Regions from separate parts of the Mus musculus genome. Here all the other regions are linked to region 1. The links are chromatin contacts, called in public Hi-C, HiChIP or PLAC-seq and promoter capture Hi-C maps. All regions are on one chromosome and are shown on one strand. Each heading gives the region's core, a stretch centred on a gene start, on an enhancer-like site or on the middle of the called end of the contact. The rest is flanking DNA. Distances are from core to core; before and after follow the strand shown. Region 1 holds the start of Oaz1 (ornithine decarboxylase antizyme 1). Region 2 holds the start of Ptbp1 (polypyrimidine tract binding protein 1). Region 3 holds the start of Med16 (mediator complex subunit 16). Region 4 holds the start of Wdr18 (WD repeat domain 18). Region 5 holds the start of Tmem259 (transmembrane protein 259). Region 6 holds the start of Arhgap45 (Rho GTPase activating protein 45). Region 7 holds the start of Gna11 (guanine nucleotide binding protein, alpha 11).

What was found. Promoter capture Hi-C pulls out the DNA fragments that hold promoters and counts their contacts. Hi-C and Micro-C count contacts between places; a contact is called where the count stands out from the background. HiChIP or PLAC-seq counts read pairs in DNA pulled down with a chosen protein or histone mark. Capture Hi-C pulls out chosen DNA fragments and counts their contacts.
Region 2: a promoter capture Hi-C map of liver shows a contact between it and region 1, with 2.5 times the contacts expected there. The contact joins the promoter of Ptbp1 here to the promoter of Oaz1 in region 1. A contact is called at or near these places in 1 of 484 Hi-C or Micro-C datasets (CD8 T cells), 1 of 115 datasets of contacts at active chromatin or transcription factors (double positive thymocytes) and 2 of 9 other capture datasets (adipose tissue and liver).
Region 3: a promoter capture Hi-C map of pre-B cells shows a contact between it and region 1, with 2.9 times the contacts expected there. The contact joins the promoter of Med16 here to the promoter of Oaz1 in region 1. A contact is called at or near these places in 6 of 39 promoter capture datasets (the HPC-7 cell line, the SN4741 cell line, hippocampal neurons and 2 more) and 2 of 9 other capture datasets (adipose tissue and liver).
Region 4: a contact with region 1 is called in a Hi-C map of B cells, with 6 read pairs. The contact joins the promoter of Wdr18 here to the promoter of Oaz1 in region 1. A contact is called at or near these places in 1 of 39 promoter capture datasets (pre-B cells), 1 of 484 Hi-C or Micro-C datasets (B cells), 1 of 115 datasets of contacts at active chromatin or transcription factors (memory CD8 T cells) and 1 of 9 other capture datasets (liver).
Region 5: a promoter capture Hi-C map of pre-B cells shows a contact between it and region 1, with 5 times the contacts expected there. The contact joins the promoter of Tmem259 here to the promoter of Oaz1 in region 1. A contact is called at or near these places in 6 of 39 promoter capture datasets (the C10 cell line, embryonic stem cells, liver and 1 more), 1 of 115 datasets of contacts at active chromatin or transcription factors (memory CD8 T cells) and 2 of 9 other capture datasets (adipose tissue and liver).
Region 6: an HNF4G HiChIP or PLAC-seq map of pancreatic cancer cells shows a contact between it and region 1. The contact joins the promoter of Arhgap45 here to the promoter of Oaz1 in region 1. A contact is called at or near these places in 1 of 115 datasets of contacts at active chromatin or transcription factors (pancreatic cancer cells) and 1 of 9 other capture datasets (adipose tissue).
Region 7: a FOXA1 HiChIP or PLAC-seq map of pancreatic cancer cells shows a contact between it and region 1. The contact joins the promoter of Gna11 here to the promoter of Oaz1 in region 1.

What each region holds. Positions count from the first base shown.
Region 1 is chr10:80,824,300-80,828,411 of GRCm38.p6, forward strand. Oaz1 (ornithine decarboxylase antizyme 1) reads left to right here and starts at 2,357. Exons shown (of 5, transcript NM_008753.4): 1 at 2,357-2,606; 2 at 3,938-4,083. The coding sequence starts at 2,461.
Region 2 is chr10:79,852,316-79,856,427 of GRCm38.p6, forward strand. Ptbp1 (polypyrimidine tract binding protein 1) reads left to right here and starts at 2,117. Exons shown (of 14, transcript NM_001077363.2): 1 at 2,117-2,406. The coding sequence starts at 2,399. E130317F20Rik (RIKEN cDNA E130317F20 gene) reads right to left here and starts at 2,656. Exons shown (of 1, transcript NR_029447.1): 1 at 1-2,656.
Region 3 is chr10:79,906,871-79,910,982 of GRCm38.p6, forward strand. Med16 (mediator complex subunit 16) reads right to left here and starts at 2,068. Exons shown (of 15, transcript NM_198107.2): 1 at 1,948-2,068; 2 at 621-786; 3 at 169-276; 4 at 1-64. The coding sequence starts at 2,025. It overlaps R3hdm4 (R3H domain containing 4), which reads right to left. Exons shown (of 8, transcript NM_177994.5): 8 at 3,182-4,112. Gm24019 (a small nuclear RNA gene) reads left to right here and starts at 2,325; the gene lies at 2,325-2,431.
Region 4 is chr10:79,958,392-79,962,503 of GRCm38.p6, forward strand. It overlaps Wdr18 (WD repeat domain 18), which reads left to right and starts at 1,761. Exons shown (of 10, transcript NM_175450.4): 1 at 1,761-1,981; 2 at 2,611-2,721. The coding sequence starts at 1,772.
Region 5 is chr10:79,981,936-79,986,047 of GRCm38.p6, forward strand. Tmem259 (transmembrane protein 259) reads right to left here and starts at 2,325. Exons shown (of 11, transcript NM_001003949.4): 1 at 1,975-2,325. The coding sequence starts at 2,196. Gm26243 (a small nuclear RNA gene) reads left to right here and starts at 3,571; the gene lies at 3,571-3,677.
Region 6 is chr10:80,014,529-80,018,640 of GRCm38.p6, forward strand. Arhgap45 (Rho GTPase activating protein 45) reads left to right here and starts at 2,144. Exons shown (of 23, transcript NM_001142701.1): 1 at 2,144-2,390; 2 at 3,252-3,576. The coding sequence starts at 2,298. Abca7 (ATP-binding cassette, sub-family A (ABC1), member 7) reads left to right here. Exons shown (of 47, transcript NM_001347081.2): 45 at 1-32; 46 at 419-659; 47 at 778-1,044. The coding sequence ends at 930.
Region 7 is chr10:81,543,378-81,547,489 of GRCm38.p6, forward strand. It overlaps Gna11 (guanine nucleotide binding protein, alpha 11), which reads right to left and starts at 1,785. Exons shown (of 7, transcript NM_010301.4): 1 at 1,415-1,785. The coding sequence starts at 1,550.

The DNA.
Region 1 (4,112 bases), core at 1,107-3,606:
CCTGCAATCAAGGTCTGCTTTCCACCCTTGTTTGAAAGCACCTTTACCCACTCAGCCGTCTCACCAGCCCTCACGTGGAAAGATCTAACATTGTTTCCCATTGTCCAAAGACAGGGTCTACTCTGACCAATGTAGCCTACTCGAGCCAATCGGAGCCTGCCTGGTGCCTGCAGAGGCTAGAAAAGGGCGTTGGTTCCTTGGAGCTAGAGTTACAGGAGGCTGTGAGCTGGCAAGGGCAGAGGTGTAGTCTCCACTCAGGATCTGTGCCCACTCAACAGCAAGAATTCTCCGTTTGCTTCTCACACTGAAATTGTATTCCAAAAATGAAACTATTTCTGATTTTAACCTGGAAGTGAAAGATGGTGCTTAAGTCAAACTGACGTTGGAATAGGCAGTGTTTGATCAATTTTAGTCTCAAAAGACACAGGATTAACCGCCAGAGAAACCTTGTCTCAGAAACAAAACAGCACAGAACAACACAGGTCCCACAGATGTCTGAAGGGGCTCCTGACCCTCAGATTTGGAGTTCCTGGTGGTAATGAATCATCATGTGGATGGGAATAGAATCTAGATCGTTTGGAAAAACAGCCAGTTTTGTTTTGTGTGTTTGTTTTTTGAGACAGGGTTTCTCTGTTAAGCCCTGACTGTCTTAGAACTTACCCTCTAAGACCATACTGGCCTGGAACTCAGAAGAGATCCACGTGCCCTGTCTCCAGAGTGCTGAGATTAAAGACTTGTGCCACCACCACAGGGACATCTGTTTATCAAGACAAGGGATTTTTTGGCAGTCCATGATTACTTGGAACTTCCAGCAATCCTCCTGCCTCAGCTAGGTTGAGTGGCTTTTATCACAACCATAGATAGATTTTTACTGAATTCTGATCTTTGTATCACACTGTAGTTTGCTCACAAAAAAAGAGAATTAGAGGGGGCTGGAGAGATGGCTCAGAGATTAAGAGTACTGACTGCTCTTCCAAAGGTCCTGAGTTCAATTTCCAGCAACCACGTGGTGGCTCACAACCATCTATAATGGGATCTCACACCCTCTTCTGGTCTGTGTCTGAAGACCAGAAACAACAACAGTGTACTCATATAAATAAAATAAGTAAATCTTGAGAGAGAGAGAGAGAGAGAGAGAGAGAGAGAGAGAGAGAGAGAGAGAGAGAGAGAGAGAGAGAGAGAGAGAGAGAGAAAGAGCAGGGTGTGGTGCCACAGGCCTTTAATCCCAACACTCAGCTGGCAGAGTCAGGCAGATCTCTGAGTTTGAGGGTAGCTTAGTTTATAGAGTAAGTTCCAGGACATCCAGGGCTACACAGAAAAGCCCTGTCTCAAAAACAAAACATACAAAACAAAACAAAACAACAACAACAAAAAACCCATAAAGAGAAAAAGAATACGAAATTCTTTAAGAATAAATTGTAAGCAGGGCAGTGATGGCGCACGCCTTTGATCCCAGCACTTGGGAGGCAGAGGCAGGCAAACAGAGAAACCCTGTCTCAAAAAACAAAAATCAAAATACAACAACAAAAAAGCGGCGGCGGCGGGGGAGGGGGGGTTGGGATGAAGGAAACCTTCAAGCTGAGTCTATGAGAAAAGTTGTTTAAATTCCAATTTGACATAAAATACTTCTCTAGATTGGGATACTTAACTTTTGACAGATTTTCTTTTAAATAGCAAGTTGCTTTTAAAACAAAGAGTCCCAATCTATTACCCATTATTACAAGGTCATTAGAATAATTTTGCCGCGTGGGGGATGGGCACCAAGCAAACCGCCTAGGTCAGCCTCAGGTACCCTTGACAGTTATGTCCTGACAGTCTTCCCGGAGCGGGGCGTCCCATGAGTGGGACCATAATGGTTAAGATGGAAAGGATGACAGATGACAAAACTGAAGGGCCACAGGTACTAGAGGAGGCGCAGAGTCCTAGCCTTGAGGCCTGGGCTAGATGGGGGTTTACGTCCTGGAGGCGACTACAGAAGCCCCGCCTCCGCCTCACGTCATAAAGCCTCGAGGGCGGGCTTGTCAGAACTCCAACCAATCCTCAAAGGGGCCAATACGTCCGTTTTTCTACATTGACCGATCAGAGCCTTGTAGGGGCGGGACGCGTCTGGCTTTTCTGTCTTCCCTCCCACAGAGTGACGCAAACACGCGGGGCCGGGATTCTCCTATCGCCAACTAATCATCAACGGAAACCTTCTGTCTGTCTTTTTACTCTCGCCAATCAGAAGCCGGAGTAGGTGGGACGCATTTGGTTTTTCCTTGGGCTGCCACTGTGGCCCCACCCCGTTCCTCCGTCGCCTCACACTGCTGCGTTTACGCCTGCGTGTGGGGGCGTGGCCTGCCGTGACGACGCATATAAAAGTGGGCGTCGGCGCCGGCGCCATTTTGCGAACGGCGAGCAGCGGCGGCGGCGCGGGAAGTGCAGCGGAGGTTTTTGCTGGTTTCGGACCCCAGCGGCCGGATGGTGAAATCCTCCCTGCAGCGGATCCTCAACAGCCACTGCTTCGCCAGAGAGAAGGAAGGGGACAAACGCAGCGCCACGCTTCACGCCAGCCGCACCATGCCGCTTCTTAGTCAGCACAGCCGCGGCGGCTGCAGCAGCGAGAGGTGAGAGCCCTGCCCCCGCCGCCGCGAACCTTCCAGAAACAGCGTCCGCGTAGGCCCCAGAGGGCAGCGCAGGACGCGCAGGCCCGGAGCGGGGTCGGCCTCCGGCGCCAGATAAGTCTCGGCAGCGCGAGATCCGCCCCTTTGTGGCGGCCACAATCGCGCAGGGGGCGGGGCGGGGCGGGGCGGGGCCTGTGGAGCGGGTCGCGGACTCGGATTTGGGATTCGAGTGGAATTAGGGAGTCTCAGGTTGAGGAATAGGGTTTGGTTTGATTGGAGGACCGGGAACATTTCGCGAAAATGTAGGATTCGATTTTGGGTTCGAATCGGATTCGGGGGTTGTGAGTTGAGCCTAAGATTTGGGGAGGGATCTGAGAAGAGATTGGAGACTCGAATTTGGGGTCTGCCTCTCGGATATGTGAGCTAGTTCTAATGTCAGGTGGCGAAGTGTTTGTGGTTACCTGTAGGGCGTTTGGGTAATAAATCGTATGCTATGTAGAGGTGGGGCTCGTCCCGGTGTTTGGAGTTCTTTGCAGAATACTGGGATTTTGGGTGCTGTTGGGGAGGAATCCTATTATATTCTTGGGTACATGTTGAGGACTCATTTCTTGGTGGGAGAGTATGGGATCAGATTTGGGGTGTTGAGAAAGAAGCTTGTGTCGGTTTAGGAAGTCACAGGTGGGGAAGCTGGGATGAGGTTTAGGTTGGATTTAGTGATTGCGTGTTGAGGGCTCTAATACTTTGGAGGGATTTGGGTCAGAATTAGGACCTTGGAAGTGGTCAGGCTTGGGGGCTCACAGAGCTATGTTGGAGGACATGGAGGTGGTGTGGTGTGGTGAGTATGATGTGAGGTGACCTTAATCCCTGGTCCACTTGGCAGTTAAAAGTCTGCAGTGGGTGGGATGGAGGGTATCACTTGAAGGGTTCAGAATGGGGACTGGTTTGGGAAGGGCGTCGATATAGGTGGTAGGAACTTTGGATATAGGCTGTGCAGACACCTATAGAGTGGCAGTAGGGAAGAGAGGAGACTTGGGGTTGTCTGACTCTAGAGCATGAGTAGTTAGTGAGGTAGAACTTTGGGGTCACTGGTAGCTGCTGACCAGAGGGTAGGAAGGAGCGAGTGACCTGGTGTGAAGGGAGGATTGGCAGCATGGAGTGGGATGGGCCACAGTGCTGAGATGACACTGCCTGTGAGGCCTGTCTTGCTACAAAAGGGGCAGAGTCACACAGGTGAGGGGCAGTGACTCGGGTTGACTGTTGTCAATGGCTCTTGAGTGGGAAGCCCGGGCACTTAATTATTGCCGCTGCTGCCACCTGAGCATTGTTTCCTGCAGTTCTAGGGTTGCCCTTAATTGCTGTAGTAACCTGGGTCCGGGGCCTCGGTGGTGCTCCTGATGTCCCTCACCCACCCCTGAAGATCCCAGGTGGGCGAGGGAACAGTCAGCGGGATCACAGTCTTTCAGCTAGCATCCTGTACTCCGTGAGTACCTGTGGAGAGCCCGGGGGTGC
Region 2 (4,112 bases), core at 867-3,366, 970 kb before region 1:
ATGCAAGGCTCACATCTGTGACGTTAGAGGCAGTCCATTGTGGGCGCTGCATCACAGCAGCAACACAGAACATTAATCGTTTTTAAAATATGCTCTGGCAGCTTTGAAAAAGGAAGCCAGGATCTCCTGTGTGCTGGGCCAGTGTCCTAATGCTGAGCCATACTCCCAGCCCCTAACTGAGGCATTCTAGGCTGGGGCTCCACCCCTGAGCTACACTCAACTCATTGGGGAATTCTAGGCTGGGGTTCCACCCCGGAGACACACCCCTAGGCCCTCTTTGGGGGGTTCAAAGCAGAGGTTCCCCCTCCCCCTGCCCTCTTTACTATGTTGACCAACCTGGTCTTGAACTCACTCTGGCTAGGCATAGAGGCACAGACCTGTCATTTCACCACAGGATTCGGAAACAGGACAATCACTGCTGGCCAGTCTGAGATATGAATTCCAGGACAATCTGGGTCACAAAGTTGAGAATTTGTCTCAAAAACAATTCTAGCTGGGCATGGTGGCACACACCTTTGATTCCAGCACTCAGGAAGCAGGGGCAGTGGATCTATGTGAGGCCAGCCTCAGGCTGGGTCTCTGCAGCGCAGGGGTTGGGATTCGGAATTAAATGTTCCCCACTGGGTAATGGAGGTCTGATTCGGATCAGGAAGCAGATAAGGAATTGAAGGTGAACAAGACCATTCAGTGGTTCCGGGAAGCAAGGCGTGGTGGGGCTGGCCATTAACTCAGGAGGCAGATCTCTGGGCCTTAGAGGCCAGCAGGAGTTCGGTATAGCCAGGGCTACACACAAACCGTTTTCATAAGAAAGGTTCTGGGAGGTCTCTGAAATGGCTTTCAACAAACTCTGCTAGTGTAGACCTGTGCTTCTTGGACATGAGCAGCCTCCAACTTCACTGGCAGCCACCCGTGCAGGTTAGCTTCTGAGGGTGGGGCTCCTGCTTGGCACCAGCCACCCAGAGAACAAAAACTGGCAGCCAACCTTATCCCTGATGGTCCAGCCAGGACCTGATGGGAGTCCCAGAGGGCTCAAATCCTATGCCTTGTTGTGTGTGTGTATGTGTTTTCTAAATCCGCGAGACGGTCCTGATTAGTGATTCTGGGCCTTCAAGCTAGCTGCTGTGCCGGCTGGCTGGGGCCTGAAAGACCTCACTCCCAGCGCGGCCTCCATGGAAATCGGCAGCCGCCCCTAATCCAGGCTGGAATCCTCTGGCACCAAGCCCGCGTTGGGGCTCCAAGGCTGTTGGGCCCCTGGCCAGATCTGCAAGGAAACCAGTATAGCCGCCAGCCCCTTTGCCCCGCCTCCCACGAGCCCTGTATTACAGAAAAGGGAGGCCAGTGCTCTGGGCTCACCTCCCGTGCAGGGCGGAGGAGAAACTTTTCCCCCTTGCCTGGCTTTTTTTTTTTTTTTAGCAGATAACCAGGCAGACAAGAATCCGGATAGTTTGTGCCTTTGGGAGTCCTACCAAAGGATCTGTTTTATAGCCTGCACTAGGCCTTGGAGAACCCGTCTTGCTTTGTGATACCCCAGGACTGGAAGGCAGAATCCTGGCTGCTGGGGTGAAGGTACAAGAGGGCGGAGTTTCGTCCCTCCAGTGGATTCTGCGGCTGCTGAGTTTGTAGCCTCGTTTCCCCAGCTTTAGGCAGAACCAGCCACACTGCGGCTCCTTTCCTCGGTTTCCCCATCCCTGCGACACAGATGGAGCTTGGCTGCTGTGGGTAGACAAAAGACGGAAAGAGATGATTCACAATCTAGTCGCGACTGCGTCTATGAAGCACGTGGCCTCCACCTCGTTGCGATCTAGTCCAGGAGAAACTCGGTTGAAAGGCCAAATTCTGGCCACGTGACCACAAGCAAGCTAGGGCAATACGGGGTTTTCTGCCCGCTTCTAAGATGGCGAAGCAGCTTGCTTTACTCTCACGTTGGAGGCTAACGGCTTCCAGTGCCTGCTTGCAATATGGAGGCAACCTCCAGAATGCACGCTTCTCTGCGTCTGACCCGCCACGTACCCACTCTCAAGATGGCGTCCCACGGGTCGAACAAAGGCTCGCTCATTGGCTCAGATGGTATCACGTGCGTCTACTCATTCACTCCCTCCCCCTCCCCCACCGGCCGTTTCCGTCTTCCGTCTTGACTGACGGCCGTCCCGCCCAACAGCTGTCTGCTGTCTGGATGCGTTTCGCCCTTGGAGTAACCTTTTGACCAATAGAAGGCCCTGGCGGGGGCAGGCGGGGTTGACCACGCCCACAGACCGCAGCGGGAACCAATGAGGATCGCGCGCGGGGGACGTGTGCGGGCGTCTCCGCCATCTTGTGAGTCTATAACTCGGAGCCGTTGGGTCGGTTTCTGCTATTCCTGCGCCTCCGCTCCGTTCCCCGCGGGTCTCTTCCGTGTGCCATGGACGGGTAAGTCCTGCCGCGCCCCTCGCACGCCGCTCCGCTCACCACTCCGTCCCAGCCATCGCTGCCGCGCGCGTGGACTTTTGGCCCCCGCCGATCCCTCTAACCGCTGCAATGGGCGCGTGCGTGTGGCCTCGTTCCGCGTGGCGCGCTCGGAATCCCGGGCGTCTGAGGCCCTTAAGGAAGCCGGTTGGCTTAGGGCGACCGCACCCAGCTTTCGGCTCCCCTTAAGCCCCTCGCCCAGCGCACTTCCGGTGCCCGCGCGGTTCATCCGGAGGAACCCAGCGCCCCCCTCCCGCCCTCCGCGTGCACGCGCGCTCCCTCCGGTGAGACGCGCTCACTCGGAGCGGCTCGGCCGCTGCGATCCTTCCCGCCTGCCGTGCTCCAATCCGGCCGGCTCGCCCTGTGCCCCGAGCAATGTCGCTTCGCACGCCGCATGCGACCCCGGGTGCGCGCGCGTAGTAGGGCGCGCGCCCTGGTGCGGGCACGCGCGCGGACCTGTGCCGAACGCGCCCGCCCTTCCCGCCTGGGGGGAGGTGTCCGGAGGAGGCCTCCAGGGCCCCCCATTGGAGGGGCGGGTGGGCCAGAGTGAGGTTCAGTTCGGTCTCCGGTGTGGGCGCCGGCCTGGCATCCGTATCTCCCACATGCTTCCCGGATGCCCCCTCCACTGGCAACTTTTTGTAGTTTTCGGTTTGTTTTGGAGACCGGATCTCATTGTAGGCTGGTCTGAAAGATCTGCTTGCGCTTGCCTCTGCTTGCGTAGTGATGGGACTAAAGGCCTGCGTCACCAGGCCCCGACTTTTTTGTTGAAACTTTTTGTTTGGCTTTTGGATAAGGACTGGCCTTGAATTCCTGATTTTCCCCACCTTAACCTCCCTAGTGCTTTGAGTCACCAGGCTTAGTAAGCGGCTTTCCTTTTAACACGATTCTGAAAAGTAGTTTGGCCTAGCTTCAAGCTGAGTACCTATGGCAGTCCTCCTGCCTCAGCCTTCTAAGTGCTGAGATGACAGACAGGAGTCTCCAGTTGCCTCCTTTGAGCAACTTACCGAGGATCTTTGAGCGGGGTGTGGTGGTGCACACCTTTAATCCTGCCAGAGATAGGCAGATCGAAGTGAGTTCTAGAAGGGAGTGCAGAGAAATGTCGCAAAAGATTCTTTGAAAACAGTAAACCAAGCAGAGGGTTACACATACCCCAGCCACCACTTCTGGTGGAATCCCTTCACGAGGCAGACCCCTGAGAGCCATTTGGTAACCTGCCAGCTGTGGTAGGCTTGCTGCTGCCTGTAAGCAGGCTAGGTGTGAGGCGGCAGGGTGCAGTCACGAGGGGCTGGGGTTGATCAGTAACCTAGGGTGTATCCCGGCAGCTCTGTTGGTTTGTAAATGGTAACAAGGCCACTTTGCCTGCCATCAGCAGTGTGGCCCTGGAGGAGCTCCCAGCCCCCATCAGGAAGCACTGTCTTGGGCTGCTCCTTACCTATATTTCAGGCTCCCTGGCGTTGTAGGATGCTCAGGAGTTGAGTTTTGACCCAGGTCACTGGTATGCTTTATAAAAACTGGGCTTTTTTTCTTTCCTTTTCTTTTTTTTTTTTTCCTGTACTAAAACTGGATTTAATGTGTTGAAAGGCAGGGTCTGGGTCCTGTGTGGAAGAAGGGAGGGTCTTCAAGGACAATGATGGCCCTCTTTCAAGTTGAGACTCAATGGATGGCTCACT
Region 3 (4,112 bases), core at 818-3,317, 920 kb before region 1:
AGGTGGTCAGCCATGCTCCAGCATTTGATCTGTCCATCAGCATCAGCAGACAGTAGCCGGGACCCTGCGACCAGAGAGCTGTGTCAGGGGCCTTCCCCCCACTCTGGACTCCCAGCGGGTGGTGGCTGTCGCCAGGCTCTGGACTGAGAGCACACCCCCTGGCCTCACCTGACTGGTCCCACTCCAGGCAGGTGATGGCCTCGCTGTGGCCAGAGCTGACAGAGTGCACTTCCCAGGGGTGTTCCGTGTCTAGGATATGGATCATGTGTGTCAGATCTGCAGTGGAAAAAGAACACTGAGGTCAGTGTAGCTCGAAGTGCCTGTGTCCCCACCCACAGTGCACCTCTCCTATAAGCTCCGCCATGCTGCTAGTCCCTGGACAGGGCATCCTGTGCAGCCACATGTCTTAACATTGTTGGAAGATGGTGAGCAGTGTATGTATGTCTCTTCTCCCACCTTGCTTTCCCTGGCCTCTCAAAACCCTCTAACTGGCATCAGAGTGTCTGGCTCTGCCACCACGAGCCTTCCAGATCTGAGGCACAGTGGAGCCACACCTGGCAAGCCCACCCACATGGTCTTGATCCCCAGGTCCTAGCCAGGTAAGGAGAGCCAGCACTCACCCTGGTCATCATTGCGTAGGTCTGTGGTGAAGGCAATGAGGTTCCTGCAGGACCAGGCACAAGCCAGGGGCAGCGACGGGCAGTACGTGCTCTTGGCCCACTTCTCCCATTCGCACACATAGGCCAGGTCCATCATACCCACCGCACCCAGCACGGTCCCTGGCTCCTGGGGAAAAGGGAGGCAGTGCTCTATAGCAGCTCCCAGCTAAAGGGTGTCTAGAATGTTCTCCAGCGAGAGCCCTGCTATAAAATCCATGATGCCCCGCCTGGGGTCACTCCTCCCTAGGCAACCCAGATCAGCCTGAGCTCAGCCTACAAACGCTAAGCACCCTCCACACACACAACCGGGCCCACCCCTACCACTTCAGTCTGGGCCTCAGTCTACACTCTAGTTCAGTCTCCAAGCCTTGCCTGGGACCTAGTAGCTTAGACCCCGCAGCAGCCCATGCCACACAATACTCTCAACAAGTTAACATCCAAGGCTCAAATTCTGAGCCTTTTTTTGTTTTTTTTTTTTTGAGACAGGGTTTCTCTGTGTAGCCCTGGCTCTCCTGGAACTCACTCTGTAGACCAGGCTGGCCTCGAACTCTGAAATCCGCCTGCCTCTGCCTCCCAAGTGCTGGGATTAAAGGCGTGCGCCTGGCAAAAAGCCTGAGTCTTTTTTTTTTTCTTTTTGGTTTTTCGAGACAGGGTTTCTCTGTATAGCTCTGGCTGTCCTGGAACTCACGTTGTAGACCAGGCTGGCCTCGAACTCAGAAATCCGCAGCCTCTGCCTCCCAAATGCTGGGATTAAAGGCGTGAACCACCACACCCGGCTAAATCCTGAGTCTTAACACACACACCTCCACCACCTCCCGCCCAAGCTCGTTAAGCTCCACCCACATTGTCTAATCACCCTAGGCTCCGCCTCCAAACCAAACTGGTAAATTCAGCCTCAGTTTCTGCTCAGCTTGTGACTACTAGGTCACCTCTCTGCATCGATCTCAGATCTTTAGCACCCCCAACCCCGGCCCACCTTAGACTCCGCTCCCTAGGCCACATCCCTCTCTATCAGTCTTATTTCTTCAGACTCTGCCCCTCCATCCAACTTCTGAACTCAGGCCACGCCCCTCCCAGGGAGGCTCAGCCCCTCGGACCACGCCCCCTCCTCAACCCCGTCGCCTTAGGCTCCCCCTATTCACATCCCTCCCACAACGGCCTCTACCCAGCAAGCTTTGTTCCCAGGCCCGCCCTCTGACCCCGCAAGCCCCGCCCCTCGGCCTTCCGCTCGCGGTTTTAGCCTGAAACGCACCAGCCACGAGTCCCGTACCCCGCACGCCGTACTAACCTGTCCGCCCCGGGCGCCCAGTCGGCCCGGCGGCCGCGGTCCACACTCGCCCCAACGCCCGGGATCCGACGCCGCCATCTCTAGGCCCGCGCCGGCCCCCTCGCACAGACTTGTGGGAGAAGCTCGGCTACTCCCCTGCCCCGGTTAATTTGCATATAATATTTCCTAGTAACTATAGAGGCTTAATGTGCGATAAAAGACAGATAATCTGTTCTTTTTAATACTAGCTACATTTTACATGATAGGCTTGGATTTCTATAAGAGATACAAATACTAAATTATTATTTTAAAAAACAGCACAAAAGGAAACTCACCCTAACTGTAAAGTAATTGTGTGTTTTGAGACTATAAATATCCCTTGGAGAAAAGCCTTGTTTGTGCTCGCTTCGGCAGCACATATACTAAAATTGGAACGATACAGAGAAGATTAGCATGGCCCCTGCGCAAGGATGACACGCAAATTCGTGAAGCGTTCCATATTTTGTTCCTCAGAGGAACTGACAAGCACCCTAACATCCTATTGGAGGCTCACTCACGTTTTTTCTATTTTGTTTCTTGACAGCAGAGCTCGTTGCTCACTGTATAGCTCAGGTTGGCCTGACACTGATGAGGTTCTCCAGTGACTGCCTCTACCTACCTACTGGGATGACAGAGGTGTACCACCAAGCCACGGGCTCCTGTGTGAGTGTGTGTGTGTGTGTATAAGTGTGCCTTCCACAGTGCACGTAAGAGGACAAGGAGTTGGTTCTTGCTCTCAGATCATCAAGCTTGGCGGCAAGCACCTTAACGTGCTTAACCATTTTGCTGGCCCTCAAGTGACTGTTGTTTGAGGCAGGGTCTCACTGTATGGCCCTGGCTATGTAGACTAGCTGGCCTTGAACTCACAGAGATCCATCAGCCTCTGGCTCCTGAGTGCTAGGATTCAGAGGTGTCCAACAATGAGACCTGTCTACCACATGGCCCAGGCTGGCCTCAAAATCACTTGTCACTGGTCACCATGTGGTTTAAATGGTGCTGGGGATGGAACCCAGGGCTTTGAGCATGCTAACCAATTGCTTTCCCCATCGAACCCCAACCTGGCACCTCATCTTTAAGCATTTTACATGTTGTAAAATGAACTAATGTTATAGAGACTTTGAGGTTCCCCCGTGTCCAGCTTGCTAGCTCGTGCCCTCAGTGATCTCCCAGTCTCACCCACCCCCACCAAACCTAAAGACAAACACGGGGACAGGACTCGAGCACCAAGGCTTTATTAAAATCGTCCCTTTCCCCCAAGCTCAAAGAATCACACAGAAGGGGAAGGGAAGGAGGGCCAGGCCTGCTGAACATATAAGACCTCTGCAGTGACCACAGCTATGCTGAGCAGCAGAGGGGACAGGGGAGGGGACAGGGAACACAAGGTCAGAGGCTTCTGGCTGGAAGTCCTGGACCCCTGGCATAAGGAGAGGGGAGAAGGAGGAGGAGAGGACAGTCTGAAAGGCAGGCAGGGCCTAGGGAGCTGGGGACAAGATACACACATCACCAAAAAAAAAAAAAAAAAAAAGCATAAAATGAGCCCTTGAGACAATGCTTGTCCAGGTTCATGGCACATGGCGTGCATACATGTGCGCCACACACACACACACAGACAGACAGACAGACAGACAGACAGACACACACACACACACACACACACACACAAGAAAGTGTCCTGGGGAGGTCTGCAGAGTCCTAGAGAGAGGACCAGCCACCCTCATCAGAGCTGAAACATGGAGGGTCAGGCAGGGGTCACAACAGAGCCCACTACCGGCTGGCGCTAGGTGTTTTGGTTGTGCCTCCCCACTTCAAAAGAGAAATTAAAAGAAATCTACCCCAAAACATGCCAAGTTCATTAAAACTGATTAGGAGAGGAAAAAAGGTAACAGTCTGCTACTCCTTGCCTGAGCTTCTGTCTCAAAGAAAGCTAAACAGACAAAACACAGGGAAACGCCCCGGGCAGGTCTCCCCACCCAAATACAAGTACCAGGGTGGACAGCTATAGGGCCCCATTAGGTCTCCCTACCCAAATACAAGTACCAGGGTGGGGAGCTACAAGGCCTCCCTGTGTGATCTGGGACATGAAGGGGCAAGGGCAAGGGGATTCCTGAAGGGAAGGGGTGGCATTCAAATTCTGAAAGCGTGGAAGA
Region 4 (4,112 bases), core at 511-3,010, 870 kb before region 1:
GAGTCCAATGCTTGCACCCAGCATGCAACCTTGCTCCCTTCACAGGCCCAATAGCTGCTCTTAGACCCAGCTCACCATCCCACCGTGCGTCCAGCTCTGCTGCCACGGCAGGCGCAGCGCTCTGGCAGCCACATTCCCAGCTGCGATTCCACAATTGCTTGCAATCTCCTTTACTAACAGCACATGGAGGGAGGGAGGGAGGGAGGGAGGGAGGGAGGGAGGGAGGGGACACTTGGTTTTAGACCTGGCCTATGACCAGCAGCTGTGACCCGAGGCTAAAGGTTGCTTGGCTAGAGATTGACCTTTTGGGTCTACACGGAGTGAACCGAATACAAATTTGAAATTTATGGCTCAAAAGAGGAAAGGGCAAAGAAGCGGCAAATCCATAAAGGGCGTGGGTCGATTGGTAAGAGTTTAATCACCAATTCACCTCAGCCAGACATATTATCCTTGATGAGTATGTAGCCTGATTTTACATGCAGTAAGTCACTAACTTCATTTGGTCTAAATAAAGTATAAAGATCAGTGGTTTATATTTTTGCTATAAAACAAGGTTTAAAAAGTAAACCGGGGGCTGGTGAGATGGCTCAGTGGGTAAGAGCACCCGACGGCTCTTCCAAAGGTCTGGAGTTCAAATCCCAGCAACCATATAGTGGCTCACAACCATCTGTAACAAAATCTGACTCCCTCTTCTGGAGTGTCTGAAAACAGCTACAGTGTACTTACATATAATAAATAAATAAATCTTTAAAAAAAAAAAAGTAAACCGGTTTCAGAGGGAAAGCCAGGAAAGGGGACAATATTTGAAATGTAAATAAAGTAAATATCTGAAGAAGAAGAAGAAGAAGAAGGAGGAGGAGGAGGAGGAGGAGGAGGAGGAGGAGGAGGAGGAGGAGGAGAAGAAGAAGAAGAAGAAAAGAAGAAGAAGAAGAAGAAGAAGAAGAAGAAGAAGAAGAAGAAGAAGAAGAAGAAAGAAGAAGAAAAGAAGAAGAAGAAGAAGAAGAAAAGAAGAAGAAGAAAAGAAAGTAAATAAACCGGTCACCGGTGGTGGAGGCTCAAGGCCACCCAGCACATAAAGAGACACTGTCTCGAAAAGAAAGAAGGAAAGAAAGAAAAAAAGAAGGAAAGAAAGAAAAAGAAAACAAAAGAAAGAAAAAAAAAAGACAAACCCAGCAAACAGGTAGCAAAAATACCTTCCACTACACAGAGGTAATACAGTGCTGACCGGCCAGGGACTCCCCAGTCTTCTACGCATGTGCAGGAATCCAGTTTTGTTTTGTTTTGTTTTGTTTTGTTTTGTTTTGTTTTGTTTTGTTTTGTTTTGTTTTGTTTTGTTTTGTTTTGTTTTGTTTTGTTTTGTTTTGTTTTGTTTTGTTTTGTTTTGTTTTGTTTTGCCCCGCCCCGCCCCGCCCCGCCCCGCCCCGCCCCCGAAGAAGCTCCTGGTGTTCTTTAACCTGCTTGGCTGGGTCTAGCATTACGCCTTTCGCGCACTGGCTTGTACGCATGTGCAGGTCGTCTGGCTACGCCCTCTCACCTGCTGCTAGCTCCGCCCCAGAGCCGCGAACTTTTTACGCATGCGCACGTTAGGGCTCCTGGAACCCGTAAAGCACCAGGCAATCAACAGCCTCCTCGGCTTGGTGAAGCTACCGCGCATGCGTAGACTTTCCAGTTTGGCCTCTAGGAGGCGCTATGGCCGTTCTAGTCGGCCAGGAGCCATCTTAACAGTCTCTCTAAGGATGATGGGATTCAGGGGCGGGACTGGCAGAGCAAGATGGCGGCGCCCATGGAAGTGGTGGTGTGTACTGACGCCGCGGCACAGCTCTGGAGCTGCGTGGTGTGGGAGCTTCATTCGGGCGCCAACCTGCTCACCTACCGAGGCGGCCAAGCGGGGCCGCGAGGCCTGGCGCTACTCAATGGCGAGTACCTGCTGGCGGCGCAGCAGGGCAAGAACTACATCTGCGCCTGGGAGCTGCAGCGTAAGGTGTGGGGCCTCAGCGTCCGCGGGGCAGCCGAGAGTCCTGGGGCGCCGCCAGGGTTGGGGTCCCGGCGACCCTGGGGTGGCTGCGTGACAGGGCGTACTCGGAGGCCGAGGGGTTTTCTCCTAGGGAGATGGCGCCAACGCACGCGTGCTCAGATGAAGATCGATGGCGAATCCGCTTTTGCACGCTTGTAGTGTTAGGGACGCCAATTTTGATGCAGAAGGGAAAATGGGGTCCGTTAGAGGTCATGCTTTTGGACAGCATGGCAGATCAGAGATCTTGAGGAGCCGCAGGAAGACAGAGACCGACGGCCCGTCCTTTTGTTACCCTCGTAAAGAGTCGCAGATCTTCATAGTCAGGACTGACTGAGGCCTGGGGTTACTGGTTCTGATGTTTCTGGAACACAGAGCTTCCTTCTTGTCCGCTGGGATCCCTACTGCTGAGCCCTGACCCTGCCCTTCACTGGGAGGTTCTAGGCAGTGGTTCTAACCCTGAGCCGCACCGACAACCCCTCACTTGAGCAGTCTGTCTCCCCAACCCCCTTACTCTTGCTCTCTGTACTAAAAACTTTAACCTTCCATTGCCTCCGTTCTGATACTCACATAGTTTGTCTTGTATCCTGTGTCCCTAGGATCAGCTCCAACAGAAAATCATGTGTCCTGGGCCTGTCACCTGTCTGACCACAGCACCTAATGGCTTGTATGTCCTGGCAGGAATTGCAGAGAGCATCTACCTGTGGGAGGTGAGAACAGCTTGTCACACGTATGTGTCACTTGGGAATGCTAGAGAGTAAAACTGGTTGGTGTCCAGTTTTACCTGAGGTAGGCAGGTGGTCTTGGAGATCTTACCCATGACTTCTGAAAACAAAAATGTGGCCATGTCTATAGGGTCCTCATTTGTGACTGAGATACAGGACAGTGTTCAACCTGCTGGTGGCTCTAGTGCTGTCGTGAGCAACCAGGAAAGAAACTTAGAAAAGGGCAGTGACCAGAATTAGTACAGAGGAGGAGGAGGCAGGAACCAGAAGCAGTGCAGAGGAGGAGGAAAGCATTTATTTACACTTGTGGTTTATATGAGGGAAGTCAGCGCAGGAAGCAGAAAGTCAGTTAACATCCATAGTCAGCAGCAAAGAGAAATGCTCCCGTGATTGACTACACTTGTTGCTCTTGCAGAGGACCTGGGTTCAATTCCCAGCACCCACAGAATGGCTCACAGCCATCCATAACTTCAGTTCTAGAGAACTTGACACCTCTTTTGATCTCAGTAGGCACCAGACTGCCCACTGCATGCACATACAGGCACGCAGGCAAAATACTCATAAAGGAAATAAACCTGAAAAAAGAAAGAAAAACTGTCTACTGAATGAGAGAGCTGGCTCAGCAGTTAAGAACATTGGCTGCTCTTTCAGGGGATCCAGGTTTAGTTCACAGCACTCACATGGCAGCTCACAACTGTCTGTAGCTCCAGGGAACTAAGCACCTTCAAATCTGGCCTCTGAGAGTACCCCTAGACCTACAAAGAAATTTAAAGCCTGGCAGTGGTGGCACACGCCTTTAATCCCAGTCCTTGAGAGGCAGAGGCAGGTGAATTTCTTAGTTCAAGGCCAGCCTGGTCTACAAAGGGAGTTCCAGGACAGCCGGGTCTACACAAAGAAACCCTGTCTCTAAAACCAAAAAAAAAAAATTTTTTTTGCCGGGCGTGCCTGGTCTGCAAAGTGAGTTCCAAGCTATACAGAGAAACCCTGTCTTGAAAAAACCAAAAAAAGAAAAAAGAAAAGAAAAGAAAAAAAAGAAATTTAAAATAAAACTATCCGGGGTCCTGAGAAATGATTCAGCAGTTAAGAGCACCGACTGCTCTTCAAGAGGTCCCAAGTTCAATTCCCAGCAACCACATGGTGGCTCACAACCATCTGTAATCCAATGCTGTCTTCTAGTATCTGGAGACAGCCACAGTGTACTCAAATATATAAAATGAGTAAGTAAACTTAAGAAAAAAAATAAAGTAAAACTTACCATAAGCCCAGTGATAGCCAGCCCCCCTTGTCTCACAGTCAGGCACAAAGGTACCAGCACCCTGCTTCCCACAGAGCCAGAGGTCCTTCTGCTGGCCCCAGCTGCCTGCCTCTGGGTCAGG
Region 5 (4,112 bases), core at 1,075-3,574, 840 kb before region 1:
GGGTTCTTGGGAAACCTCCTACCCTGTAAGCGGGGGTGGGATGGAGTATTGCATTGTCACCCCAGTCTTGTGTCTGGGCTGTCAGTTCATCTGACCAATGGGAAGCCTGCACTGGGGTCAGAATACCAGCCTCACTCATATGCTTGCTTCTCTCTTGTCCTCTTGGGCTCTTCCTTTCCCCCTCTCTCCCCATGCTCACGGCTGTGGCCGGCCTCGACTTCTCTACTCTCTATCTCTACTACACTCTTTTTTTTTTTTTTTTTTTTTTTTTTTTTGAGACAGGGTTTCTCTGTGTAGCCCTGGCTGTCCTGGAACTCACTTTGTAGACCAGGCTGTCCTCGAACTCAGAAATCCGCCTGCCTCTGCCTCCCGAGTGCTGGGATTAAAGGCGTGCGCCACCACCGCCTGGCTCTCTATTACACTCTTAACTCCCTTCCCTGAGCCATGAATAAACTCTATTCTACACTATAAAGACAAAACCAAATACCAGCCTCAGCCAGGATCTCCACGAGATCATGACCCACCCAAGGGTGCCACTTAGCACCTTTCAGGGCTCAAATCCACTTGGTGCAGGGACTTGAGCTGGTGCCACATACCTCCTTGCCCTCTGACCCCTGCCACATCCTAAGGTCTAAGGCACCATGCTGTGCCCCCCTATCCCATGGCTGCCCAGTTTCGGTCCTTGAGGCTCTGAAGCCAGCAGAGGAGATACCAAGCCCAACAGTTCTTCTCTGGGCCTCTGTAGGAGCTGACACCTAGGCTGGGGTGGGAACAGGGCGCAGGGTGGTACAAGCCTAGCAGGCCTTGGCTGTGAGGCGTCCCTTCTAGGAAGGTTGGGTGGAAGCTGGGCAGGCAGGACGGGCAGGAAACACAGCAAATGGGCTCCCAGAAACGTCAGCAGCTCCAGAAACCAGCTGCTGTGTGGCTTGTTTATCCCAGTTAAGAAAGAGGATAAGGTCTACTGTCATCCAGCCGACCCTGTCTCTGACTAGACATTGGGCACCCACCCGGAGCCCTGAGGGTGTGGAGGGCAGGAAGGAAGATGGAGCATGGGCTCATCTGCAGCCAATGAACTGGGGCCTGAGGGGATGCCCACAGCTGTCTTGAGCTCAAGCTAGATCTACCTATGAAACCCCCGAACGCTCAGTTCTGAGAAGCACCAGGAGTGAGTCCCAAACTCACCAATGCCCTCCAATATCAGCATGCCAGCCACCAAGCCATGACCCCAACACCAGAAGGCCCAGGCAGCTCCTCAGAGAGAGCCTGGTGCCATCCCTCGAGTAGCCTTTGTGACCGAGAACCGGGATCTCCCGGGAGCACATGAAGAAGACACAGCCAGGGCAGGTGCTGGCTGTAGAGGTCCCTGGCCAATCTGGCTGTGACTCTGTGGCTGACCCTAGTGAGATGACCTCACCCAAAGCCACAGAAAACCTGGCAAGAGTCTGAAAACAGTGAAGTAACAGAAAATTTGAGCAGTGACACTGGGGGGTAGGGGGCTGTCCCCAGGGGGTTGGTTCAGGGTGTGCTGGAATGGGACTGACTAGTAGAGACTGGACTGAGAGAATCAGGGTAGAATAGAAATGACAGGCGGGACAGGGCCTCCAGCACAGGAGGTGGTCTACAGTGGAAAGTCAGGAATGGAATGGAAATGACCATATTGTTCTCAGTGGAGGTGCAGGACAGGATGGGAGTGACAGGTGGGAAGGTGGACCTCGAGTCCAAAATCCTACTCCAAGAGGACACTGGGCTCTGGTCTTGAGTGGAAAAATTTGGGGCCTAGGCTCCCAAGTGGCAGACTGAGGCCAAAGGGCAGGAGGCGGGGCCTGAGAGCTGAGGAAGTGAGGACCAGAGATAGCATCTGTAAGAGTGGTATCAGGGTATCCAGGCGTCAGGAGCCAAGTGGTAAAGTTGCCGGGGGTGGGCGAGCGGATGACAGCTGGGGTCAGGGGTCAGAGGTCAGGGGTCAGAGGTCACCTTGAGCAGAACGAAGAATTCAAAGAGGCGGCGGAAAGCAGGTGGGAAGAGGCGTGAGTAGGTGACGGCCATCTTGAAGAAGAGAGCGTGGAAGAGCCGGTCGCGCACGTTGATGAGCGGGTTGGGGTTGAGATTGGGGCCGCGAGGGCCGCGCACGGGCGCCGCGCCACCACCCCCGCCGCCGTTGGGCCCGGGCCCTGGGGCTGCCGCGTGCTCCGACATCACCGCCCCGCGTCACCCCGGCGGCCGCCGGCTGACCCCCGCCGCGTCCCGGCCGCCGGATCCCCCCCGCCGCCCCCGGCCGCCGCCGCCGCCTGCCCCTTTGCTCGCGTCCGTCCGGCCCGCGACGCCGGCGAGAGCGCCGGGCCAGAGCGCCGCCCGTGCGCGGGGCACGCTGGGATCGCCGCGGCCGCCCGAGGAGGCCGGGCTTCAGGGCCGAAAGGCGGGCACCACGAGTAGTGGGCGGAGCCTGACTTTACACATTTCATGCGGGTCGCCTCAGCGCTAAAGGGCAGAGTACCATGGAGTTCAGTTTATTTTCCTAGTGCTCCTTCAAGCTTTGTCCGGTCTCGTTTGCAGTGAGCTTGCAATTTGCAGGGGCTACACGGAGTGCATTAAAGAGCAGCCCCGTTTGTTTGCATATATTCACTCCCACATACTGTGGCACGGCCTGGGGTGGAGTCGTGTGTCACGATTCATTTGCATTGAGCTTTATCTTTATATATGTGAGTACACTGTCGCTGTCTTCAGTCTCACCAGAAGAGGGCATCAGATACACCAGAAAGGAGTTGTGAGCCACCATAACGGAGGCTGGAACTTCAACTCAAGATCTCTGGAAGAGGCGTCAGTGCTCTTAGCCATGTCTTTAGCCCAGAGCTCTATCTTAAGCATTGAGCGGCAGTGTCGGGTGTAATTCGTTTGGTTTGTGGAGGGATCCAGGTTAGCGGTGGGCGATCTGTGGGGCGTGGTCTCAGAAACAAGCTAAAACATTTGCATCCACCTGCGGGCGGGGCGACGTTGCCCGTCGTATTTGTATATGGTTTCCTATTGGCGGAGAATTAGAGGGGGCGGAGACGCACTTAGTAAGGCCTATTTACATAGGGCTTCACTCTGGCCACAGCCTCACTTAGGGGCGGGGTCTGCTGAGGACTCATTACCCACCCTGCCCTGGGAGGCAGGGCTTCCTAACTGCTCATTAGCATAATGTTTTCATTGGCGGCCGCAGCGCTGAAGGGCGAAATTCCATGGATAGTTTACTAGCAGACAGTTTCACCATCGCACCAGTATCACGGATTCCGCGCTGATCCGGCTACCACTGAGGGGCGGAGCCTCGTAGTGCCTGTCTAATTTGCATATGACTTCCCAGAAGGCTTCGCTGGCACAAGCTTCTCCCAGACAGCTATATTAATTAGTTAAATGTGAGCTTTCACGCGGATAGATAATTATTCTGAGCGGTGTTATGAGTGGTAGCCTTTCTTTTTGACATGTGAAAACGTTACTTTATCCAAACAAAAACAAAAAAAAATCATAATTACTGTATGTGAAAAGTAATTTGCTTCTCTGCCTTTAAATACCTGAGGCAAAAAACCGTCGCTTGTGCTCGCTTCGGCAGCACATATACTAAAATTGGAACGATACAGAGAAGATTAGCATGGCCCCTGCGCAAGGATGACACGCAAATTCGTGAAGCGTTCCATATTTTGTTTCATCTCAAAATAACGCAATTGACCCTTTGAAGTCTCCTTTTCTACTATAGCTGCCACATTCCCGTACAATTTGCCTGAACAAGGGCATTTATTGACCGGTTACTGCGCACTCGAAGGAAGCTGTCTGTTTTTAGGACGCAGCAGAGCTGTCTCTGTATGCACCGTGCCCTAACGTTGTGCGCCTTCTATATACCTCCAGCTTGAAGGAAGGACTAGGAGCATCTGTATGATGGAACAAGATGAGAATTTCTGCATCCGGACTGGGCGGCCAGGAAAAGGGCGGGGCGCTTTACCGGCTGAGCGAAGGGAACCCCTCCCTCCTAGCTTTCAGATACCCCAGAGTCACCGTCTGCTGTTACCCAGAGCACCTTGCAACACAGTAGGCACCTAATAAATGTACCAGTCTTGAAACTATTATGGAATACACTTGTC
Region 6 (4,112 bases), core at 894-3,393, 810 kb before region 1:
TGTCTGGGAAGCTCTCAGCATCTCAAAGGCAGGTGAGCAGGGCAGGATGGACTGGCGGGAAGAGAAGAGTGCTGTGGGTGTGGTTAGGGCTAGAAGATAGGGGCGGGCCATATGCACCATAGGGGCAGAGCCCGACTGTATGAGGGAAGCCTGGAAAGGTGGAAGTGCTCAGAGGAGCTTTTTGGATGGAGTCCAGGGGAGGTGAGGAGTGTCTGTCCTTCGATACAGGTGTGCCAGGTCCTCTGAGTGGGCGTAGTCTCTTAGACTCGTGGGCGTGGCTCGCAGCAGGGTAGGGTGAGAAGGAATTGGGTTGGGTCCAGGTGTCCAAGACAGGCCAAGGACAGGTCTAGTAGGGAGTATCGAGATTTCGAGGAGCAATAGGGGCCATGGCCTGCATCCCTGGTCCTGTCCCCTCCAGGTTCGGGGCTGGCCACACACTGACTCTAAGGGTCCCACCGGACCAGCCTGAGCCGGCGATAGCCTTCATCAGGATCACATTCCCTGGGGCTGAACTCCGGGAGGTGCACGGCAGCCGTCTGCGCTTCCAACTGCCACCGGGGGGCAGATGCACCCTGACACGAGTGTTCAGGGAGCTGGCTGCCCAGGGCAGGGCCCACGGTGTGGAGGACTTCTCTGTGAGCCAGACCACTCTGGAGGAGGTGACTTCGGGCACCATCAAAGGGTTTGAAGGGAAGAGCTGAGGTGCCTCAGGACCCTGGGCTGACATCTACCCCCACCCCATGCATTTCTGCCCCCTCCATGTCTCTGCCCTGCCAGGTGTTCCTATATTTCTCCAAAGACCAAGGGGAAGAGGAAGAGAGCAGTCGGCAGGAGGCTGAAGAAGAGGAGGTTTCCAAACCTGGCCGGCAGCATCCCAAACGTGTCAGCCGATTCCTGGAAGACCCCAGCTCTGTGGAGACCATGATCTGAGCATGCCTGCCTTGGGACTGAGTGGCAAAGCTCAGACAGAGGATCTCTGTACCATACGCTGGCTCCCAGAAAGCCTTGGGCTCTGGGGGAAATAAAAAGAAACTAGAATGAGAATGAGGCCACGGCTGAGTTTGTGTTTTAGGAGTCTTAGCTCTGTACAGTCCCATACACTATCACATGTACAGTATGCGCGTGTGTCCTGCTGTGAATTGCCTGCAACACGGACACTTCCCAGGTGTCCAGTCACACGTATCCTGACCTGCATGTACCTATGTGGGTCTGACACCCAAGGGCGGGACTTGTGAGTGTTTCTGACCGTGAAGTAGAGATGAGGTCAGGCTTGTGGAATGTTCCAGACGGTATAGAGGACCCTGGTACTTTCCTGGCCTGACCGGACCAGAAGCCCACCCCAGAGCCAGCCAGTCTTCATCCTGAGACAACCTCCCAAGCCCACCCCCAGCCATCCAACTATGAGTGGGAGGCACGGGACCCTTAAGGGGCTCCTCGGCTGGGTTTGTGGCTGGACCAGAGCTTGGAGAGCGGGCCTAGGTACTGCAGGCTGCGGCCTTTCTGGGCTGTGTCCCCGAGAGCCACCCAGTGTGCCTGAGGTCAGTGGAGTTTGGGATGGTTAAGGGACATGGTGTCTAAATTATTAAATAGTACCTCTGGGGATCCTGAGACCTGAAGCTCAGAGCTGGGATATAGAGGGCAGAGTGGGAGTGGGAGCTAAGTGGAGGCCAGCAGGGCAGTGGAGCTCCTGGGTTGCTGGATGGAAGCCACCCAGGCATGGCACCTTCAGGTCCTATGGTCCCCAGAAGACTGTAAGGCTGGTGATTATAGGGAATGGGGGGTCACCTGTGCATGGTGAGGGACTCAGGGGGTGTCTGTTTGATCTGTGTGTGAACCTGTTGCTCAGCCTCCTCTCTGGTCTTTCATATCAGTATACACATGACACTGCCTTTCTTGACTGTATGTTATGTCCCAAGCAAGAGTCAGCTAATGCCTGGATCGGGTGGCCACACAGGACACAGGCTGCAAGTGGAAGGTGGCCTGCTGTGGGGAACCTGTGTCAGAGTCAGTGTGCAGAGTCCTATAAGAGCTGACACTTGGGACAGTCACACTGGGGGCGGATCTGAGGTGTCACCTCCCTCCCTCTGCTGGGGAGCCTTTTCCTGTGTAGGAGACTTATGCGCCAATGAGAGCCAAGCCAGTCACGTGTGGCTCTGACAGCTGGGGAGGGGGTGGCCCTGAGCAATGTGGTCCAGAGACAGCCTGCACCAGGAGTTGCAGGACTGAGACCACCCCCAGACTCCCACCCTGCCGTTGCCCGCCTGTCCTCACCTAGGGCCACTGGGGCTGACTCCACCATGTTCTCTCGGAAGAAGCGAGAACTTATGAAAACTCCCTCTATTTCCAAAAAGAACCGCGCGGGGAGCCCCAACCCGCAGTCCTCCTCAGGGGTGAGTGGGGCACAGAGCGGGTGGGGACCCAGGATGACACCCACAGCCTGTGGTCACTGATGGGCATAGCATGCAACTACAACACCATGCTGGGTCCACGCTGGGGGAACCGGGCCAGCTATAGTCCACACCAGGCAGAATGGCCGGCGACAAGGAGTGGCCTGAACCTAGGAGGCCGCATTACGGTAGGTAGGGATGGCCTTGGGTGGCAACCAAGTCACCCATCTTGATGAGGGATGTCCCCGTCGTGTGCCAATGACGGTTGTGGGTAGTGGGTAGAACTGGTATTGGAGTCTAGTGACTACACTGTAATATGGGGTCTGGGCAATTTTAGGGTTCTGAAAGCCAATGGGGAACTGGTGTTGAACTGGGGTGCAGGTGTACAGAGCAGATTGGGGGGGTCTCCAAGTTTCTCCAGGACCTGCTGCTGCCTGCTGAGCTTTTGAGAATTTGTGAGGTTTAGGGGTACCTCTACTAGGTCTGGGGGTGTCCTGAGACACAGGAGCCTGATGATCTTTTCAGGTCACAGAAGTTATCCATGTTTTTAGAAAGTGGACACCCGTAGAGGTATCTGGGGTGGCTACAGGGTTAGAGACTCACAAGAGTCCTCCCCACCCCCACCAGGAAGTGGGGTGCCCCCTCCCTCCTGTGCCCCACAGGCCCCGCCTCTGGCTGTGGTTTGGGTAGGGACGGTTGTTTGTGAAAGCTATAGACAGGAGGATGTTGGGTAACAGGTGGGGGGGGGGGAGCTTAAAATTCTCTGCCCACTGACCTCTGACCCCTGTGAGGACTTTCTGGGGAAACTGAGGCAGTGTCTGGGATGGGGGATCCCCTTGACTCCTCTTCCCTATGCATACCTAGGAGCTGCCCAGGAAGGATTGGACAGAAGCTCCCGGCCTGGAGCCACCAGCCACATCCCTGTCCACGGTAGCCAAGGGCACAGGGACACTCAAAAGACCCACCAGCCTGAGCCGCCATGCCAGTGCAGCAGGCTTCCCGCTCTCGGGCACTGCCACCTGGACCCTGGGCCGTGGGTACCGAAGCCCCCTTTCTGCGGCCAGTCCGGCAGAGTTACCCACTGAGGGAGCTTTCCCTGATGGCGTAGAAGACATCTCAACCCTGCTGGCGGATGTGGCCCGCTTTGCTGAGGGCTTGGAGAAGCTCAAGGAGTGTGTGCTGCAGGACGGTGAGGATCTTCAGAGCAGCACGGAGGGAGGGCAGGAGGTGGGCAGCCTCTCAGCCCAGCACTCAGGCAGGAGGATCTCTGTGAGTCTACACTTGAGTCTTATGCAGGTCAGCCAGAATTACAGTGAGACCCTGACTCAGAAAGAATGAAAGAAAGAAAGAAAGAAAGAAAGAAAGAAAGAAAGAAAGAAAGGAAGGAAGGAAGGAAGGAAGGAAGGAAGGAAGGAAGAAAGAAAGAAAGAAAGAAAGAAAGAAAGAAAGAAAGAAAGAAAGAAAGAGAAAGAGAGAGAGAGAGAGAAGTGGCGCACGCCTTTAATCCCAGCACTTGGGAGGCAGAGGCAGGTGGATTTCTGAGTTCAAGGCCAGCCTGGTCTACAAAGTGAGTTCCAGGACAGACAGGGCTATACAGAAAAACCCTGTCTCGAAAAGCCAAAAAAAAAAAAAAAAAAAAAAAAAGGTAGAAGAAGAAAAAGGGCGGGGGGGGGATATGAGGAGGTTTCAAATAGGATGAAAAGAAGTGCATGTGTCAACTAAAGT
Region 7 (4,112 bases), core at 535-3,034, 720 kb after region 1:
GACTACCCTGGGGCCACTGCTGTTTGCTCTGGGCTGCTCTGTCCTCTTCTTATCCCATCCTTCCTGGAAAGCTGCATAGAGCTTTGAGGGAATCCCACCATGCTGGAGAAAAGTAACCAAGGCTCCATGACCCTGAGAACCACACAGGCCACAGCAACAGAAGACAGCGTGTACTCCTACCTGACATCTCTCATGGGACAATTGGAGTATCACTGCCCTCCACCCCTCCTAGTCAAAGGCTCCCCACAGTCCTTTCCTCAGGTTCTCCAAGGCCACCCTTTGTCCTGGGTCCCCATTCTTGAACTGCATGTAGCTCATCTGGGATCTGGGAGGGGCAGGCAGAGCTCCCCAGTCTGTTTTGTAAACCCCCACAGGGCCCAGGCTACCCTGTCCTCATTTTGGGCTCTTATTTGGGGTGACAACAAGAGGACCTGGGCTCCCTGGCTCCCAGCAACAGGTGGGCCTTGAGGAGTCAGAACCCCAGGAAGTGACAGACACACATTGAGCTTCCCTGGGGTGGGTGGGGTGTGGAGAGGACAAGACTGGACCCCCAGGAGGCAGGACAGGGCCAGGGAGGCTGCAAGGCTGACTGCTGTCAACCTACTGGGTTCCGGCACAACAGAAGCCCAAAGAAGAAAAGCCACCCACTCCAATGTGGAGGAATTCAGAGGATCTATGGAAAAGAGAGGGAGACTGAGGAGTACCCACGAAAGCAACAAGCCAGAAGCAAAGCAGGACCATTTGGGTGTATAGTCCTTGGAGGTAGAGAGGAGGGTGCAACCCTTTGGGAACTGTCTTGGGGAGTCTGTAATCCAAAGGGGCATCATGAGAGCAAGACAGCTTACAGGGCTCACCGGAGGCTATGTGGGGACAATGGAAAGGAGAGAGCCTACTTGGTGCGGCAGGGCCAAGGGCCACCTCCGTGCAAGAATTCTCAGGAGCGACAGAAAGCAAGTCTCCCAGGGTCCTGGGGCCCAATGTGGCCAGCAGATGCAAAATCTCACCACAGATATCAGAGGCAGGAGGCTGACCCCGAATGAATCTAAGGCCTGGATAACAGAAAGGCTGGCCACAAAGGGTCGCACAGGCTGAGCCCAGGGGACCACACGGGAGAAGCTGGCCACCACAGGCCCAAGCCACCTGCACTGCTCAGGGTGCAGCGATCCCGGAAGGGCTGACCGCTGCAGGGCAGCGCTGACTAGTTGCCCCGAGGACATCCGAGGTGGCCCGACAGGCCGTGGGCAGCGGTCTGAAGGGGTCGCACCCGACTGTCACCGCGCGCTACTCGCCGGGGACCAGAGACCGCGGCGGCTGCAGCACCCTGCGCGCGCGGAGACCCCGGCAAGGCCCGGATGCCCCGTGCACCCACCCGGTCCCCGTGACAGAGGTCCCACGGCACGGGCACGCAGCTCACCAAGTAGCAGCAGCTTGAGCTCGCGCCGGGCGTCGCGCTTGTCCCGCCGCAGCTGTTTCTCGATCTCCGCGTTGATGCGCTTCGACTCCTTCACCTCGTCGCTCAGGCAACACGCCATCATGGACTCCAGAGTCATCGTCGCGGTCCTCCGGCTGCCGCCGGCCCGGCCCTACCTCTTCCCGGTTCCCCGAAGGCCACGGCCCGGCCCCAGAGGCGCGTCCACCGTCCGCGCCGTGCAGCGCAGCCGCCGCCGCCGCCGCTACCCGCAGCCGTCGCCACCGAGCGCCGGCGCCCGAGGACCTGAAGCGCTGCCACGGGCCCCGGGACGGGCAGGCGGCGCGGCCAATGGGAGGGGCCGCACGGCTGCGCGCGCGCGCGCGCCGCAGGGACAGGACTTTAGGATCGCCTGGGGGCGGGGCCTCGCCGCTCGGGGGCGGGGTCTGGAGGGCGCAGCGCAAGCGCGCGTGGGGTTGCGTCGACGTGGGAAGGGGTTGAACGGTTCGCGGCTGGGCGCGGACGCCGAGGATTGTGGGAATGGGGAGGACTCGGAAGCCCGAGCTCGGTTCCTTTCGGGAGGCGAAGCGAGGCTCGGCTCGGGGAGGCGCCGCTCGGCTACACTCGGCTCCTCTCGGCTCGGGCAGGCGCCGCTCGGCTGCGCTCGGCTTCTCTCGGCTCCCCGAGGCTGTGCTGAGAGCGCCAAGAGAGAGGCTGCAGTTCTCTGGAGCGAGGCCGTCACCGCCTGCGGATGTGAGAAAACGCCCTGACCGGCTCGCTCATCCATTCCTAAGCAGGCCTATCGTGTGCCAGGCAGAAATTCATGCCCTACTGTGTACAGTACATTCATGCAGCACTCGTTAAATACCACACAGGTCACAAGTATGAACACAATGCTTGCTGTAGAGTATACACTGATGCGGCAGCCTGTGGTAGCTCAGGCATTAATATCACATCTACTGTATACCAAGCCTTAAGGAAACACGCATATGTAACTGCCACATTCAATATAGGGTATACAAACCAAGTGTTTTTCACATATACAACGTATGCCAAATATGAATGCTGTGCCTGCCGTATACCACATATTGTATATAGCTCCTACTGTGTACTATGTGCTGATGCAGCACAGTACCTCCTATTAATATGCTGCCTGATTTCATATATATATGTGTGTGTATATATATATATATACATATATACATATGTCATATATGTGTGTATATGTACATATGTGTGTATATATACATACACATATATGTATATATGTATATGTGTGTATATATATACACACGCACACACACACACACATACATACATATATACTGTCAACCAGGCTTACTGGCAGGTGAAGAATAAGCATTATTAACAGTCTGCCTGCTGTATACCAAGCACCAATTTACGCTGTTGTTGTGCATGTGAACGCCCATGAATGTGGTTTGCATGTGCTGGAGTGGAACCCACCCCACCCCCGCCCCCCGCATGTACCAGGCAGGTAAGTTCCCTGTTGGTGGGTCAATCTGAGTCCCCCAAGTGTAAACTAACTCACAAACCTGAGAAGTGTTTTCTACCTTCCAGAAAGAGGCATGCGTACCCAGTCAGCACTCAATCAGGGCATGTGTCAATAATAAGAGACTACAAAGAACTTGAAAGTCAGGCCTGTGCTGCATGCGTTCCTGTCCCAGTCCCTGCCTGATTGCCCAGCCTTGAGATAAGACGGCAAGGGGAGGGTCAAAGTCTTCATTTACTAGCTGATTGGGGTTGTGGGGAGATTATTCCTCTGAAACTCTCCTATCAGGGCCTCTGTCCCCACCCCAGGAGTTCATGGCCCAGACAAGGGGCTCCCGGGTGGCCCAATGTGGTCAAAGTTCCTCTTGCAGCTCATAGGCGCAACCCCTTGAGCCTTGACCATCCCAGTGCTGGAATGACAGGCATATGCCATGATGCCTGTTCACATTTATCTTTGTGTGCATACATAGTTTCCTTTTCTTAAAATAATTTAATCTTATTTTACATGCACTGATGTTTTCCTTGCCTGTGAGGGTGTCACATCTCTGGAGCTGGAGTTACAGGTGGCTGTGAACCCCCAGTGGATACTGGGAACCAAACCTGGGTCCTCTGCAGGAACAGCAAGTACGGTACCACTGGGCCATACTACCCTCCAGCCCCTGTGAGCTGTTCTGTTTGGATTCATGGGTTAGGGATCATCACCTGGTAAATTGTCGGCAAAAAAGGGTTCCAAGCAGCCAGGCCTTGGCGCACGCCTTTAATTCCAGCACCTTGGAGGCAGAGGCAGTTGGATCTCTCGTGAGGTTCAAGGTGGTCTGGTCTACAGAGTGAGTTTCAGGACAGCCAGGGGCACACAGAGAAACCCTGTCAAAAGGGGCAGCAGGGTGGAGCTGAGGGGAGTACTCCGCTCCTAAGAGGACTTTCTAGGCAAGCATGAGGACCTGAGTTCAAACACAACACCCACTGATGGCTGCACACACCGGTGACCCCACCTCATCCCCACACTGAGGTGGAGACAGATAAATCCAGGTACTCATGGCCTAGCAGACTGGCGCAGGGCAAAGAGGCAGAGGGCCATGGTGGAGGATACCCAATGGCCAGTGTGCGTCCACGGGGGTGAGCACACCCAAGGCCATGTGCAGGTACCACCGAGGAAGGACAGACTGAGGCTCTGTAAACCAGACTGGCCCGGACT